Linked DNA regions of Mus musculus: region 2 is linked to region 1. The links are chromatin contacts, called in public Hi-C maps. All regions are on one chromosome and are shown on one strand. Each heading gives the region's core, a stretch centred on a gene start, on an enhancer-like site or on the middle of the called end of the contact. The rest is flanking DNA. Distances are from core to core; before and after follow the strand shown.

What was found. Hi-C and Micro-C count contacts between places; a contact is called where the count stands out from the background.
Region 2: a contact with region 1 is called in a Hi-C map of muscle stem cells, with 2.9 times the contacts expected there. The contact joins two enhancer-like sites. A contact is called at or near these places in 1 of 15 datasets of contacts at CTCF or cohesin (the NIH/3T3 cell line), 1 of 484 Hi-C or Micro-C datasets (muscle stem cells) and 1 of 115 datasets of contacts at active chromatin or transcription factors (cardiomyocytes).

The regions. Positions count from the first base shown.
Region 1 is chr15:62,325,424-62,333,380 of GRCm38.p6, reverse strand. No RefSeq gene overlaps it. Among named protein-coding and RNA genes, the nearest start is that of Pvt1, 290 kb to the right of the region's middle. Within about 2 kb of position 4,215, at least 149 of the 459 cell types and tissues checked have an H3K27ac peak or open chromatin away from gene starts, as enhancers often do. A contact at or near this core is called in muscle stem cells, where this site is marked.
Region 2 is chr15:63,013,584-63,021,540 of GRCm38.p6, reverse strand. No RefSeq gene overlaps it. Among named protein-coding and RNA genes, the nearest start is that of Gm41334, 53 kb to the left of the region's middle. Within about 2 kb of position 3,345, at least 2 of the 459 cell types and tissues checked have an H3K27ac peak or open chromatin away from gene starts, as enhancers often do. A contact at or near this core is called in muscle stem cells, where this site is marked.

The DNA.
Region 1 (7,957 bases), core at 2,966-5,465:
TTCATTTTCTGAAAGAGCCACTATCCAGCTGTGCACCAAGAGAGGTGTATCCCGCCCTCAACGTCACAATTAGCTATGAAGATCACTCAAGCTTTCCAGACCCACCAAAAATGAAAGGATCATGGGAGCCTGGGTCCTAGAGTAGAAAGATAAGGACATTTGTGCCTGGCCCTCTGCTATATGGAAATAGGGCTGGCTACACTGAATATCCTGAAGTTCACAAAGCTGGGCCACCACAGAAGGTAGTTGTAATCTCATCTCCTCACTCAGGAGGTTAAGGAGTTCAAGGCCTACCTGGGCAGAGTATGGCTTTCTTAACCTTTTATCCAGAAGGTTTAGAGAGCCACAGAACCTCTCCTGTCAACCTGACCTGAGAGAGAGAGAGAGAGAGAGAGAGAGAGAGAGAGAGAGAGAGAGAGAGAGCCTGAGAGAGAGAGAGAGAGAGAGAGAGAGAGAGAGAGAGAGAGAGAATGAATGTGTCTTTCTAAATGATGACAGTGAATGCTTCTAGTTAATGTTTCTTGTACTTAGACCTGACTGATAGGATCCTCAGAATGGGCTTGTTAGTACAGGGCTGTGCATATATCTGCTAGGCTTTGAGGCTATTTCAAAAAGAAGGACTCAATTCTCAGGTCAGCAGCTCTGGCACAAGATGGGTGTGCTTGATCTCAGATAGGCTTATACAGATGGCAGTTGGCTTCATTGGTTGGTATAGGATGGCTTTGACTGGGCAGATGGGGATTTTCATAACTGCCTTCTTCCGGAAGACTAGACATGGCTTATTTACACATAGATATCAGAGTTCCAAAAGCTGGGAAATAGGTTCAAATGACAAATAATTTCTGCCACATCCTGATGTTCCAAGTAAGCCATGGGACTAAACCAAAATAAAGAATTAGGAAAAGAGAGTTAATTTGGAAGCTGTAAAGTATAATAATTATTTTTTGCCCCAGATATGCCCAGTAGTACTTCATAATGTTATGTCCGCAAAAAGCTGAGTGCAGCCACCCTTACCGTGAGTTTGGGTGCACGATCTGGTGACTACTCGGAGATAAGTTAATTAACAACCCTGGACTTTGAGCCCTGAAATGCTGTCAACTAAATTCCTGTCACATTTGTACTTAAGCTGTTGATCTGAACCGAAGTATAATCTCTCCAATTCATGTTAGTCTCTACTGTTTCATCCAGCTTTTATTCCTCTATACCCATCTGATAGCAATGTTTCTTATGTCTCTTTAAGTAATTTGCTCAATTCTGAACATCATTGCAAATATAGTTTAAGTAATACTGTATAGACCACTAATATTGTTCTAATATAGACCTGAGTGACTCTTCGATTCTTTTCTCTGGAGTGAGTGCTGAGCATACATGCTTTTAAATGTGCTAGGCAAGAGCTCTCCCAGTGGTGTGTTGCCAGCCTCTTTTAGGAATATGAAATATTACATGAAGTTATAAAACAGGGGACAGATAGAACCTGGAAGAGGGACTTTTGTGAAATTCATCCTAATATATTTTCTGTCCCTCCCCTCCCCCCAAGGCACATGAAGCCTCTTTAGATAAAACATAAATTGGAAAGAAAAAAAATGAGCAGGCATAATTATCAGTAAAAGTTGCTTTCCCATAGTGACTCAGAACATATACACGTATTGATGGCATATAACTGTGCCACTGCCCCACACTGCCCCAGCTGCTGTTGCCTCTGCTACTGTCTGTTGTATTTCATTTCATTTTTGGACTGTAGGTCATGAACTATTAACTTGATTTTACAACCCAATAACCAGGCCATGCCCCACAGTTGGAACTCACTAGGCATGAAGAACTTAGAAAAAGTTTTTCCACTCTTAAACTTCAGTGGCTGGTGATTCTCTAGCTTCTGGACAAATGATTCTTAATCTGAGGGGCAATGATGTGTAGTACCATAAGGGTGGGATGCCTTCAAGATGAGCCAAAAGGAGGCTCTGGGTCAGCAGGGACCACAAGAACCCAGGGATCCTGAGTAAGTCAGTGGATCATGCTTGCCAGCAGGGTTTGCTCTGGAGTCATGCTACCTAGGCAGAAATGTTCATTGTACCAGTATAGCTCAGGTTATATGGGTTCACTAGTTAATTTGTCTAAGTGTCAATAAGTATGCCCTTTGAAATTAAGGTCTAATCATTGGTATTCATCCTCCAAGGTCATTAGTGGCAAGAAATAAAAAGTATATCGTGAGCTTAAAGCTAGAAACACAGGAAGGCTCCGTAGTGATGATACAGGGGAAGATAGGTTTTGGGGGTTTTTGGGTTTTTTGGGTTTTCTGGTTTTTGGTTTTTGATTTTTTTTTTGTTTTGTTTTGATTTGATTTGATTTGTTGTTTTTTACTGCTTCAAGGTAGCAAGTTTTCTCTTCAGCAAAAGATATCTGTCATGTTCTTCCTTCTATCCTCTACATTTAGTTGCCTAGCAATCTATGTATTCATTTGGAAGTCAAGTACCTTGTAGGGCAGGCTGATCCTAAACTTACCACTCGGTCAAAGATGACAATGAACTCTTGACCCTCCTTCCTCCCCCTCCCAGAGGCTGAGATTGAAGGCCTGTACCACCACATCATCTCACATTCCATTTGAATAGAGACATGAAAGTTACATTACTGTGCGTCCTTCCCCACTCTGTTGTCTTTACTCCCTCACATCCTGAGCCTCACGGTTGTGAAGAGTAGCAAACTCTATCTGGAGAAGCTGCTATGAAACAATGAAGTTTAAAAAAGAAAAGTGTAAGACATAATAAGGGATGAGCAAGGAAGAGTGGCAGGGGGACAGTAAGAAGTGCCCTAATATTATCTAATCAGTGCAGAATCAAGAGTGTTGGGCAAAGCCAAAACTGCATATTCCAGGAATTATTGAAGAACAATTCTAAGTGGTATATGAAATATCAATCACTGTTAGATCATCTGACAGTTACTTTAGCTGTGCAGTGTGGCTATAAAATTCAGGCCCTTGCTTAAAAGTTCTGGCAAGACTGGGTGTGTTCATTACTCTTTAGCATACCTGTGCAGGTGTGCATGTATATGCCTATGTGGGTGTGGATGTGACTGTGTGTACATGAGTATATGAGTGTGTATTTATGTGTGAACAACTCTGTGTGTACCTGTGTGTGTGCAAGTGTGTGTGTGTGTGTGTGTGTGTGTGCGCGCTGAATATGTTGGGCTAAAGAAGTTAGTTCTGATCTGTGTGCCACACAATATATCAAGGTGAGGGGACAATTAGGACAAGTCCCTACACTCCAGGGACCTAGAACAAATCTGTGTGTGTGTCTGTCTGTCTGTCTGTCTTTCCAGCTCCCTTCCTTGTTTACTGAGCTCTTACTATGGAACAGGCACTGAGTATGCACATCATTTCACTGGTTCCTAATCCACATTGTAGCAACTACTCAAAGGCTCTTATTCCTATTTCTAAGTCTACCAGATGTTAAAAGGCAGAGTACAACTTAAGTCTCTGTTAAAAGAATCTCCCAGTTCTACTTCCACAGGCTAATAGCGGTTGATAGTAAAACCATCTAACAAGACACGGATGTCAGCCACATAGCTGCTGCTGTATGAATAGGGTAGGAGCCACACCTGAGTTTGGATTCTTGCTCAACATGTAGTGACTCTCTGTGTGTGTGTGTGTGTGTGTGTGTGTGTGTGAGAGAGAGAGAGAGAGAGAGAGAGAGAGACAGAGAGAGAGACAGAGAGAGAGACAGACAGACAGACAGACAGACAATCAGAAAGGCTGATGATATAATGGTATATTTGGGAAACTATTTAAGAACACATAGAGGCCTACAACCCTGAAAGGACATCTGTTTCAATCCCCTTACTTTATAGTTGAGAATATCAACACTATGTAAGAACAAGGGCACAAGAACTCCCTGCCTGAACTCCTCAGGGAGAGATTGACACCAGTAGGACCCCTGGTTTCTGATACCCACTTAGCTCCTTGCTTTTTCTGAGATTTCATTCCATGTCACAGGCAGGCTTTCGACTGCCCTTCCTCAAATCAAAGGAAATATCTGTTCCCCACCAAGCAGATTCTTGTGAAAGAAATCTTGTGAAAGCACCTCTCATCTGTTTTCCCTCTATCTGTGCATTGATGGAGGTCAAGTGAAGGTCAGGGAATGCCCCGATGACTGGACTTCTGGGTCTCCACACCCAAGAATGCAGCCAAGCTTCAAATAAATCAGACTGCGAGCAAGAATTCAGACGGGCTCCCCCAAGTTCCAGGCTTCCTTTTCCTGGTAGAAGTCATCAGCTGTCTTGTTGCTAGGAGACCAGTGGAGGTGGAAAGTAAAATAGCCATAGTTTTCTAACTTATCTGAAAATGCAGTTTGTCTTTGCTCCCTTGGGGGTTCAGCTTCCTTAAGAGCAGGCTATCACAGCCAGGCAGAGAGAGACCTTTCTTCCTTCCTTCCTCTCTTTCTTTCTTTCTTTCTTTCTTTCTTTCTTTCTTTCTTTCTTTCTTTCTTTCTTTCATGAAATGGATAGAGCTTTTCCTGGGCATAGAGTGTCATACAGCAGAGACCAGGGAGCTGCCAATTACTGATGCAATGTTTGGGAAAGAGTTGCTGAGCACACATGACTCAACAAAATATGACAATTTGCGTCCCTATCTCTTGGAAAGTTGTACTTATCAGAACCAATAAGAGCGGTGCGGTCAGTAAGCACACGGAGCTGTATTTATCATGAGGGAATTGAGTAGGAATTAAAGCCCCGAGGATTGTGAGTGGAGGAGATGATTTGAGTCACTATCTGTCCGGGACTTTCCTTTTCGGTGGCATTCCAATAGCACAGACCTCACCCTGGCAAACCATAGCATTGCTCAATATTAAAAACATTTGCCTGGAATGCAGGACATGTGAACTCAGACACCCCCTACAGCTTCACAGTGTGATCCCAGCATGCTGCATTCACTGTAAACACCACGGCTTTCAGGAGAACAAGGACAGTGCCCAGAGGTGACACAAACCACAGGCAGAGAGTGTGGCAACAAGAACCTTCCCAGCCTTCGCACAGCACTTAACACCACCCCACTGATGACCCTGGCAGAGATGGAAAGGGATCCCATGGGAGGAAACCAGTGCATTCTTTTACCCTTAGAAGAAAGTAAGAATGGAAACTGATTTCCTCTTTCTCTGGTGGTGTGCTTGGTTGTCTGAAGCAGAAAAGTATAACTGAAAGGAAGGAAGCAAGGAAGCAAGGAAGCAAGGAAGCAAGGAAGGAAGGAAGGAAGGAAGGGAGGAAGAGAGAGAGAGAGAGAGAGAGAGAGAGAGAGAGAGAGAGAGAGAGAGAGAGAAGAAAAGAAAAGAAAAGAAAAGAAAAGAAAAGAAAAGAAAAGAAAAGAAAAGAAAAGAAAAGAAAAGAAACGAAAAGAAAAGAAAAGAGAAAAGAGAAGGAAGGGAAGAAGGGAGAAAACAAGGAAGGAGGGAGAGAGGGAAGTAAGGGGCCACACAATTTACTCCCAACAAACGTTAGGAGAGTAAATAATGAGGTCATCAAACTCCCCATCCTTTTCTTGTCTAGGGATCCTCCCAGTTCAGCTGAGACAAAGTAGCAACCCTTGTTAAACTTGCTAAACTGTGAGTGAGAATATAACTCTGCATACTCTAAAGCCTATTTAATCTGTGCAGTGTCTGCCAGAGCTCAGGGGTTTGCCAGTGCAGGGCTAAAGGCAGACACAACATTTCTGACTGACTACAGCAGGTCACTGCCCACCCTGCCCCCACCACCACTTTCAAAGTCAGAAGAGAAACTCTCCTCACACACTGCTGACTGCTCAGGCCAGCTGTCAAAGACGATGTCCACTCTTTCACACAGGACAGCAATTAGCCAAAATCATCCCAAATTGCTGCCACTGAAAATCTCTAATTGCCCATCGGGGTTTGTGGTTTTGTCTACAAAGAGAGTCATACAGAAGGGGCAACTAAAGGGCTGTGCAATGAGGGTTTCTAGGCAAGCTTAAGCATGCGTCTTCCGAAGCAGAGGGTCAAGCTCAGGAAGACGAAAGACATAGAATGTAAAGGTGACCTTTATAGTCTCAAACTCTGGAGGAAGTAGAGAAGCATGAGGTCAGAAGACAGGCTCATAATCCCACTGACATTGGCAGATCCCAGCACAGTGTTGGTTGTAGACTATGTGACATAGTCACTATATTTAAGGAAGAATCAAAATGTGGCGTCAACAGAAGAAGTGTCACTTCTGGAGTTCACTCATACCCATCATATATGACCTTGGGTAAGTCAAGGCTTCCTCCTGGGACGATCTTGTCCTTCTTCTTAGATTTTCCATGTTGGGTTCCTCCCGTGTGAAATGCCTCTCCAGCATTTCCTAGGAAACTGTTATCCCCACTATTCTGCTTTGCTCCTGGTGATGGGATCACCAAAGAAACTCAGAGGAGGATGGTAGTATTCCAGCTTTCACTTCTAGGCCAGTGAACCAGTCAAGGCAGCAGGAACTTCTAAGCAGCTAGTCAAGGGCAGGAAGGGAATGAATACATGTATGATTGGTCAACTCAACTTCTCCGCTGCTAAACAGGCCTGGAACTAAAGCCAAGAAACGGTGCCATCTGCATGATTAGGCCCTAGGTTAATGTTGAGAGTCCTTCTTGATCACTCTCCACCTTATCTTTTGAGACAGAGTCTCTCAGTTGAGCCCATATCTGCCCTATGTGTGCTTACATGGATGTACTAAAATCTGTTCACCCAACTGTAGTATCTTGAAGCTCAGAAAACAAAGTTCAGGCTGCAGGGAAAGTTCAGGCTTGTAAACTGCTTGCCACGTGAATTCAAAGAGCTGAGTTCAAATCCCCAGAACCCAAGTAAAAAGCTGAGTGTTTGAACGTGTATATGTAATCTCAGTGCTACTATGACAAGATAGGCAATGGAAATCCAAGAAAGTCAAGACTCTCATGGGCCAGTGAGGCTGCCATACTTAGCCCAAAGGGAAATTAAGTAAGATGTTACAAGGTTGTCCTCCGACTTCTACATGTGCATTACAGCAAGTGTGCAATAGACACACCCATGCCTCATACAAAGAAAGATGGAAAGAAGGAGAAGGGAGGAAGTGGGGAATGAGGAAGAGGGAGGGGGAGGAGAAGAAAATGAAACTCAAAGAATGTATTAAGCCACAAGTGAAAAAGCAAAGATGAGACCCCAGATCTACCAGATCTGCCAGCTCTTATATCTGTTCTCTGCTTTCTGTCCTCACATCACCATCCCCTGTCTTCTAGCTTCCCCTAGGATCCCAGGATGATGGTATTCTCCCTGGACTAGCCTTTCTGCTTACCCACTATCTCATTAGCACCAGCACCTCTATCCAGATGAGGAGCAAGAGACAAATGCTAAGTCCATGCCTGAGCCTCTACAGTGTTAAATAGATGTGACTGGTAGCTCCTCACTACCATATCATGAAGCTTATTCTTGTACTTCCTCATAATCAATGGTATGATTTGAATGTTCTTCCACCTGCTATCTCAATAATTAGTTCACTCAAAAAAAAAAAAGAGCTAACAAATATAAAACAAAAAACAACTAGAGGATAGAAGACACGTGCTAGTATGAAAATTCTGGGGTTTTAGTGAAACTGTGCCCAGAATGAGTCAGCAGGGAGATGTAGATGACAGGAGAGACTCTGTGTCAGCCATCATCAATGAACTAGTGCACCAAGAATGGTAAAAGCTATTGGAGGTCCAGAGAAATATCTTTGACTCTCTGCCTCTTCACTTACAGAGTGCAGACAATGATAGAGAAGATGTATACAGACTGCTCAGAGGAGTACCATGCATACAGCTAGCATCCCCAACACAAAGCCAGTCATCACTCTCCCAAGAAGATAAAGGAGCAAACACCATCATGGTTCTTGTGTTACAAATAATGAAACTCAGGTGTCAAAAGACAGACACAAGCCAGACCAGTTTGATTCTGAAGTCCATTTCCATAACCACTAAGTT
Region 2 (7,957 bases), core at 2,096-4,595, 690 kb before region 1:
AGTGGGAGGAGTGGGGAGATAGGAAGAGGGATTTTTTTTTTTTGGAGGGAAAATCAGGAAAGGGGATAATATTTGAAATGTAAATAAGGAAAATATCAACAACAACAACAAAAAAGTAGTGACTCTCAATGCTGTGTTCTAACCCAGAGTGAAAAAGCACTGCTTTTAGGATGATGTCAGCAAATATAGCTCAGGAGGACATGCTGGAGGAAGCAGAGCAAAAATCACATTCCAAATGTGGTCCTTGACAGGAAAGATTTGTCCAAGACCACCATCCAAAATAAACTTCCTTGTTTCACAGTCCTACCTGACAGGAAGGCAGTTGGTGGTTTCTATTGGGAAAAATTAAGAACTTGACTTCTGAGTGTCATTAGGGTATAGCATGACAAACCAGGGTTTGATGTGGTGAATTGAGGATGAAGTTCCCTCTTCCCAGGCAATCATCCAAACACTCTGTTCTTGTTAATAATCCTCTAGCAGGGCCAGAGAAGCGCACACTACAAATGTGCAGATTGATATCAGCATGTGCTGGGAACAGCTCCAAACCGAGCTTTCAGCAGTTTGTAAGGATATATATGAGGCACAAAGCAAAGGATATAGATTGGGTTGACCCTGGAAAAGGGAGGAAACATACTGTTCTTCAAGAGTGTTGTCATTTGATTCTGTTTAGGGACCCTTCAGGCCAACAGGAAGACTTAGAGAATGGGATGATTCAAAATGTGGAAACGAGACAGAGCATCTTGCAAAAACAACAACAACAACAAAAACCTCAGTTATTCTATGGATAAAAGTTATGACACTTTAAAAATGAGAGCATGAGGGAGAGAGATTAACTTCAATCTTCAAGGCTTCCAGCTGGGAAAAAGGCATTGATTCATCCCTTAGATTGCTAATAGCAGGTGCCTTCTGTATTGTATGCCAACACAAGACGTTGTGTAGGTCTTTAATCCTTTCCCATCTGTTCTGTAACAGAGAGTAGGAAGTTGTGAATTCTTCTCAAACTCCAATCTCCTTTAAATTTTGGTACATGGAAGTCTGACCGCAACTGTTGCTTACTTAGTCACCTCTCAAAGACAATGGGATTTTACTTGAATGCAGGTTTTCACTCAGGTATGCAGGGTGTAAATGAAACTCCATCTCTCGTTGTCTCTGCTGGTATAGGTATTTAATGAGGACTCAGGGCGGAAATAATTCTGTAGTACTAGTCTGTGCAGGTATTTTTGGGAAAAGAAGGCTCAGGCAGTTAGCATGGGATGACAAAGAGTTCAATACACCCACCAAAACATATTTGCTATAGCCTTTCTCAGGCCTGGCAGTCATGAATCTGAGATTCTCCATCTGTTTTGGAACTTGGGTTGAAGCTCTTAGCTTAAAAAAATCTATATGATTAAAATGTACCCTGGCAGCTTACACTCCCCATAACTAATTGTAAGGATCACTGTCTACTTACTAAGAAAGGCTGACAAAGGTGATTACAAGAGTGTGAATAGCAGAGGCTCATGGAGCCAGGGCACCTCCCTGCCTGTGATTTGCCTGTAGAGATAAATGGATAATGGATCCGGAGTCATCTTGCTTGTCTTCCTTCACTATCGTGTTCTTGTAGAATAACACTGGCATTTCCAGCCTCGAAATGCTACTGTGAATATGTTATGAGTAAATTCTGTAAGTACTGTACAGATGTTAGGTTCTTTTAAATTACTAGCACAAAACCCATAAAATAAAAGGACTTATGTGACAACACACACACACATCTCGCACAACAGTGTTTGCTGTGTTGGAAAGTTACTGAGTACTGATGGTCTGGCATTGTACTCCAGCTGTATCTTAGGAAAATAGGGGAGAAATGTATGGGATACATGCAGCTCACATGGAGAAATGATTGTTTTAGTCTCCTGAGAGCCACATAAAACATATCATAACTGAATGATATAAAACAAAAAGTGTTTACTATCTCAGTGCTCAGGAGGCTAGAAGTCTGAAATCAATAAGCTGTCAGAGCCAAGCTGTCTCTGAGGGTTCTAGAAGATTTTGATTTTTTTTGATGTCCCTGAGAGAGGCCAGTTACTGGTAATCCTTGCTTTGTAGGGTCATACCTTGAACCCTTGTGTTCATTGTTGTCAAATGGCCCTATCTCTGTGAGTCTCTGTTCCTTTTTTCTCACTGCTTAAGTCTTCCAATTATTGCACTAGGGCCCATCTTAAAAGTGTATGCCATCATTTTAACTTGATAAATCTCAAATGACAGTTTCCAACTAAGGGGATACTCAGGTACTGAAGTTTAAGATTTGAATGGGTTTGGATGGTAAGTGAATAATTCAACCCACATTGTCATGAGGACAAAATTCAGAAGAGGGAGGCACAATATATCTTAGAGGAGAAGAATCTTATCAGGAAGACAGAACTGTGGAGAACGAGAAGAGAATGCCAGAATGGAACTGTAGTCAACGAACAAGTACCAGGCAAGAGGCTGGTAGCATTACTTTTGCACTTTAGTGTTCTTTTAAGTTTATAATAAAATTACATTATTTCCTTCGTTCCTCCCCTCCTACCAAACTTTTCCATATACCTTCCTGTCCTCTATTTCAAATTTTTATCCTCTATATATTCCTAAATGCATAAATACAACCATCTCCATATGTGTAATGTTACTTGTATGTTGTATATATGTATATGCTTGTATTTGTTATGTTACTTCTGGGCTGACCATTGGCATGTCGATTGGCATTATCCTTGTTCTGATCACATTTGGCAGTTATTTTGATAAAACTTTATGGGTGTAGTTTCTGACATTATCTGGCAGTATGATAAAGAAGAAAAACACATCTCTGAACTAGAAACACCTTGTATGGTATGGAAAACAATGTTCCACAGAGCTACCAACATATTAAGTAGCCTGTGCCCATGTGATCTGTCATATACCCAATGTTGGTTCTCTTTGGTTGTGGATTGCATCTGTACTGTCTATTCTATTTACTGTTCAGAACCTCATGTAATTTTTCATAAAACAGTAGTATTAATTAGCAGTATATACTCAAACAATATTATTGAAGAATAAGTGAATATCTGCCCTTATGGATGAAAGAAAAGAGGCCAGTGATTAGTAATATTGCTGATATAAACCTTGGGCCACACTGGCACCAAGGTCCCTGTTCTCTGGATAGCACCATTTGCTTGTTAGAACTTCCTTAATATTTTATCCTTGACTGTTTTAGCGATTGTTGTCTTTTTCCCATTCCCTTCTCTTTTTGTTTAAAGGTCAGATTACACTCAGAAGTTCCTCTCCTCTTGCCATCCTAAGACCATGAGGCAAGGTCGTTCATCGGGCATGCCATTTGACAGAGCAGGGGCTTGATCTGGCTCCATTCCCTCAAATGACATGCTCACTTTCTCCCACAGATGTTAGGCACAGCCTAGAGGACACAGTGACATTTGGCATGTGCAAAAGGCCATTGTAATTCCTCAGTCACAAGCACTGCCATTCATCCTGTAATATCCATTTAAAATAGTGCCATATCATGACCTCTGTTCAGGGAGATAAACAGTATTTAGGAGGGTAGGTTTGGCCTCAGGCTTTCCTTACTGAGTGAAGAAATAAAATGGAATTTAGGTTTCATTAGACTTGCAGAGTGTAAAGGAAACTTAGTGTATCTGATTTTATCCTTTAAAAATATCGCTTCAAGTAGCATTGCCCTTTATCACTGCATACACACACACACACACACACACACACACACACACACACACACACACACACAGAGAGAGAGAGAGAGAGAGAGAGAGAGAGAGAGAGAGAGAGAGAGAGAGACATAGACAGACAGAGAAAGAAAGAGAGAGACAGAGAGAAATATTCATCTTTCGGTAAGACTTAAACTATAGATGTAATTGCACATGAAACATTGACTCAGCTCCTTGGAAGACAAGGAAAAACTTTTATTTAATCAGAGTAGCTTCCACAAGAAGATAAATTTAACACCTAGCATATTGGTGGGCAAGTACTGGCACAGATAAAATAGATTATTTATTATAAATACTTGTGTTTATGTCTTGTTTGGCCAAGTACTATGATCTTAATTGTGCCTTATTTTCATGCTTTAGCGGTCATGCTGATTGTAAATGAGAAAAGCTTATATTAAGCTATTCTTACTGATTTTATATAACTTTGTCATCTCTTCCTTGTTATCAAGCATGGCTAGAATAACTGTTCTAAAATTTTGGACTGATTAATGACTGCAGTAAATGGTCATAATCTGGTTTTACAGTAGATGGTCAAATAAATATAATTATTTAGACAAAGCCTTATGAAGCCACACTTCCTTTCCTGAAAATGACTGGAATTTGCCATCTCTTGTAGCTCCATTCATCTGGTAATACCATCTGAGAAAAAAAAAAAAACAAAAAACAAAAATAAAAACAAAACAGACACCACCAAGGGAATTTGATTGGCAACAAAGAAAGGCTGAGACCTCATCTTTCACTGCCACAAGAGCATGTGCGTTGTGACATTATGTTAATACAATTTAAAGACACAAACCCAACATTTGTTCAGGTGTGAGATAGGAAATCATTGCTTGGGTTTTAGCCAACTGACAAAAGGCAAATTCTGTAAGAAGAAAAAAAAAAATCTTTCAAATACAAATGCTGGATGTCAGTCCCTTTAACACCAGATGAGAGTGGTCCAGAAAGGCTTGTAATAACCAGTGACAGATCACCCAGAAGCTGGAGTTCAGTCTTCATGCTAGGATCTGTGAGGAGTCACCCACTCATTGTGAGAACGCGAATGACATGCTCAGATCTGTTTCTTAAAAATGTCATTCTAACAACACTGGAGGGGATGTGCAAGGGGACACTGGAGATGGGAGTGCTGATCGACAGAAAACAAAAAGCCAAACAAGGCCCCAAATATATTAAAGAATTGAAATGTGCAGGATTTTCACACTGTTCAAAGATGGAGGTTGGTAATTGAAAAAGCAAAAAACAAAAATCAGAGCCTTTGGGTGATTTCAGGCATTTAACGGGGCAGCTAAGTGAATAAATTTAGCCTTTTATACAAAGGTATAGAATTTGAACTAGGAAGATATCTCTGTCTGGTAACTGATTTCAATCCCAAGAACTCATAGAAAAAAACAAGACATCATGGCTCATGGTTATTACCCCAGTTCCAGGCAGATACAAACAAGGTGCATCCCTGAGGCTTGTTACCCAGCAAGCCTGTCCAATTGGCTTCATGCCAGTGAGAGACCTGTCTCAAACAAAAATTAACAGGCAGACTCTCCAATGACACAAGTGGTTGTCATCTGGTTCCACATGTATCTGGACACAACACACACACACACACACACACACACACACACACACACACACACACACAGAGAGAGAGAGAGAGAGAGAGAGAGAGAGAGAGAGAGAGAGAGAGAGAGAGAGAGAGTGTGTGTTAAATGAGGAGAGGATCCTATTCACAGGAGTTGGATCAGAAAACTAAGTCTGTCCTATGTGTCATGGATTGAAGGCAAAAATATGTAGCTGTCAAGAAAATTCTAATAGTCTTGATTCAGATTGGGGTGAGACTCAAGGCTGCTAGAAACTAGGAAAAATCTAAATTAGGACTCTTACCTGTGGCAAAGAAGAGGGTCTGTGAAGGTGGACGAGCAAACATGGCTAGAAAAGTCACAGATAATGAATAATATAGTATGCTAGGTATAAACTTTAAAAGAGATTACTTAAGAAAGAAGGGGTTGGCAGTTGTAAATGCTGAAGAGACAACAAATAAGATATAAAAAGAAGTAATTTGCTTCTTCTTTGGTGTTCTCAATCTTAGTTCAGGGCAATTCCATTTACAGGACCTCCTGAACTAACGCCTTCTTCAAGTTCTTTATTCCAATCACATCCATTATATAAGCAATTAGAACATCTTGTTTCTCCTATCTGCAATTGATACCCAGAACTCATCTATGTTCTACCAGCTTTCACTCTATGATCCCTTGCATACTCCAGCATGTCTCCTGGACCACTGTGGTCATCAACTAGATGGCTTGCAGCACCCATTCTGACTCTGCTGTAGTCTGTACTTTATTGGGCAGTCATAGCAATCCTTGAAAAGGTGAAGCTTAGCATATTATACCATTTCCTGAAACACCAAGAGCTTTGTACCATTCTTAGAATCAATTTAACAATTCTTCCTGCAAATATTGGCATTGTAAACTTCTCCAGCCCTAGTGATCCCTCAAACTCCTTTTCTATCATTATTATCCTTGATGTCTCTATTCCATCCACCTATCTGCTCTCTTTAATACCCTACTCACCTTCCTGCACCAAGCTTTGAGCTTATATTTCTTTATGCACTGCTCCTCATAGCTTTATTCCCATATTTTGTTTAGTCCTTGCTTATTTCCCAAGTCATTACAGAGATCTTACCTAACTGCTCTGAAGGAGAGAAAAGAATCTTCTCCACGTTAATTCTCTAGGTTCATATTTTGTTTTATTGTCCTCTATTACACTAACTTTATGTATATAACTATATGCAAACTCTCATGCTACCAGTATATCCATTATTAAGAAAAAAATGCCCACTAGTTTATTCAGTACCTAAGAGCCATTGCTTTCCAGCACTGATTATCACCAAACCATCAAATTTAGACATTTATCCCTATTTAGTTCTTGGTTTTTATTTTCATTCTCAGACAAACTCCCTGTGCCAGTGATAAAAGGGTTCCTACTAGCCCCAATGGGAAATAATATATTTGATCTATCTGTTTAATTGACATGAAGCCTCATGTTTGAGTGTCACTGTATAGACTTGGGATATTACCTAAACCTAGGATCATGATCTTTGTGACCAGAAAGTAGGAATGACCTGATTGGATGGGATGGATTGCTGTTTCCTTTTTCGGAGATGGGATTGGTTAATCTTGAGACACAGGAAGTAAGAGTAGGCTATGTTTTCTCCAAAAGAAAATTTAGGTCCAGCTTCCAAAGGGAAATCTTAATTTTAAAGTCTCTGACTTCAATAATTTATAGGATGTCATTCAGAAATGAGTTTAAAACCACAAACACAATGTTTGGCATGTGACTGTGAAAGAGTAAAGGGCTCTGAAACCTTGTAGTATCTTGGTTCATGATATCTGTGAAGAGGAAAACAAACAAACAAACAAACAAAACACTCAGATGTCTTTGGGGGAAGAAAGAGTGGAAGGGACCTACCACATTCATTAAGCACAGAGTACCATAGAAGAAGAGCACTTGGTCTGTGGCTTGCTATGAAGAGACTTGTGGAAAAAAAACAGCTGTGTGTCCCCAGTACAGTTAATCCTCTTGGGAAAAAGTTACATAATATAAATGTGTTCATCTTTATCCACTCCTCCCACAAATTTTAAAACAACCCCCAGGATGCCAAGTCTGGGTAAGGTGTAAATATTAACAACTAGGTCTTTTGCTATTTATTCTGTAGCTCAACATGGGGGAAGAGGACATCTAACTGGGAAAGCCCTGGGAATTGGGGCTTTAGTTTGCTTCCAGTGGTACAAATATACTGGGTCATGGCAGTTCTGTCCTGGTCAGTTTGTAATGTGTAGCCTCAATGAACATGTGCAACAGTCAGGGGACATCATCCCATAGAGGTCAGCAGACACAACATAGTGAGAAAGATGAAGGGATCAAGGAAAGGGCCAACCATGGACCAAGCAGGAGGCATGGCTGATGGACTTTAGCCCCTTGTAATGACAAGTGGGGAAAAGGCACACTTTGAATAAAGTGCCTTATGCAGCTCTCTGGGTTAATGGACCTGGTCTTACAGAGCATCAGAGCATGTGCAGTGTTTTATGGGGCTCTTTGGGGGTAATGAACTATAATAACATAGTCTTATTGAACATCTGAGCTCCTGGATCACCCAAGTCAACTTCCATGTATCCAAAGAATAAGTTGAGGGGTCATCACAGTGAGCCTGTATAGGAATTGTCTGACAT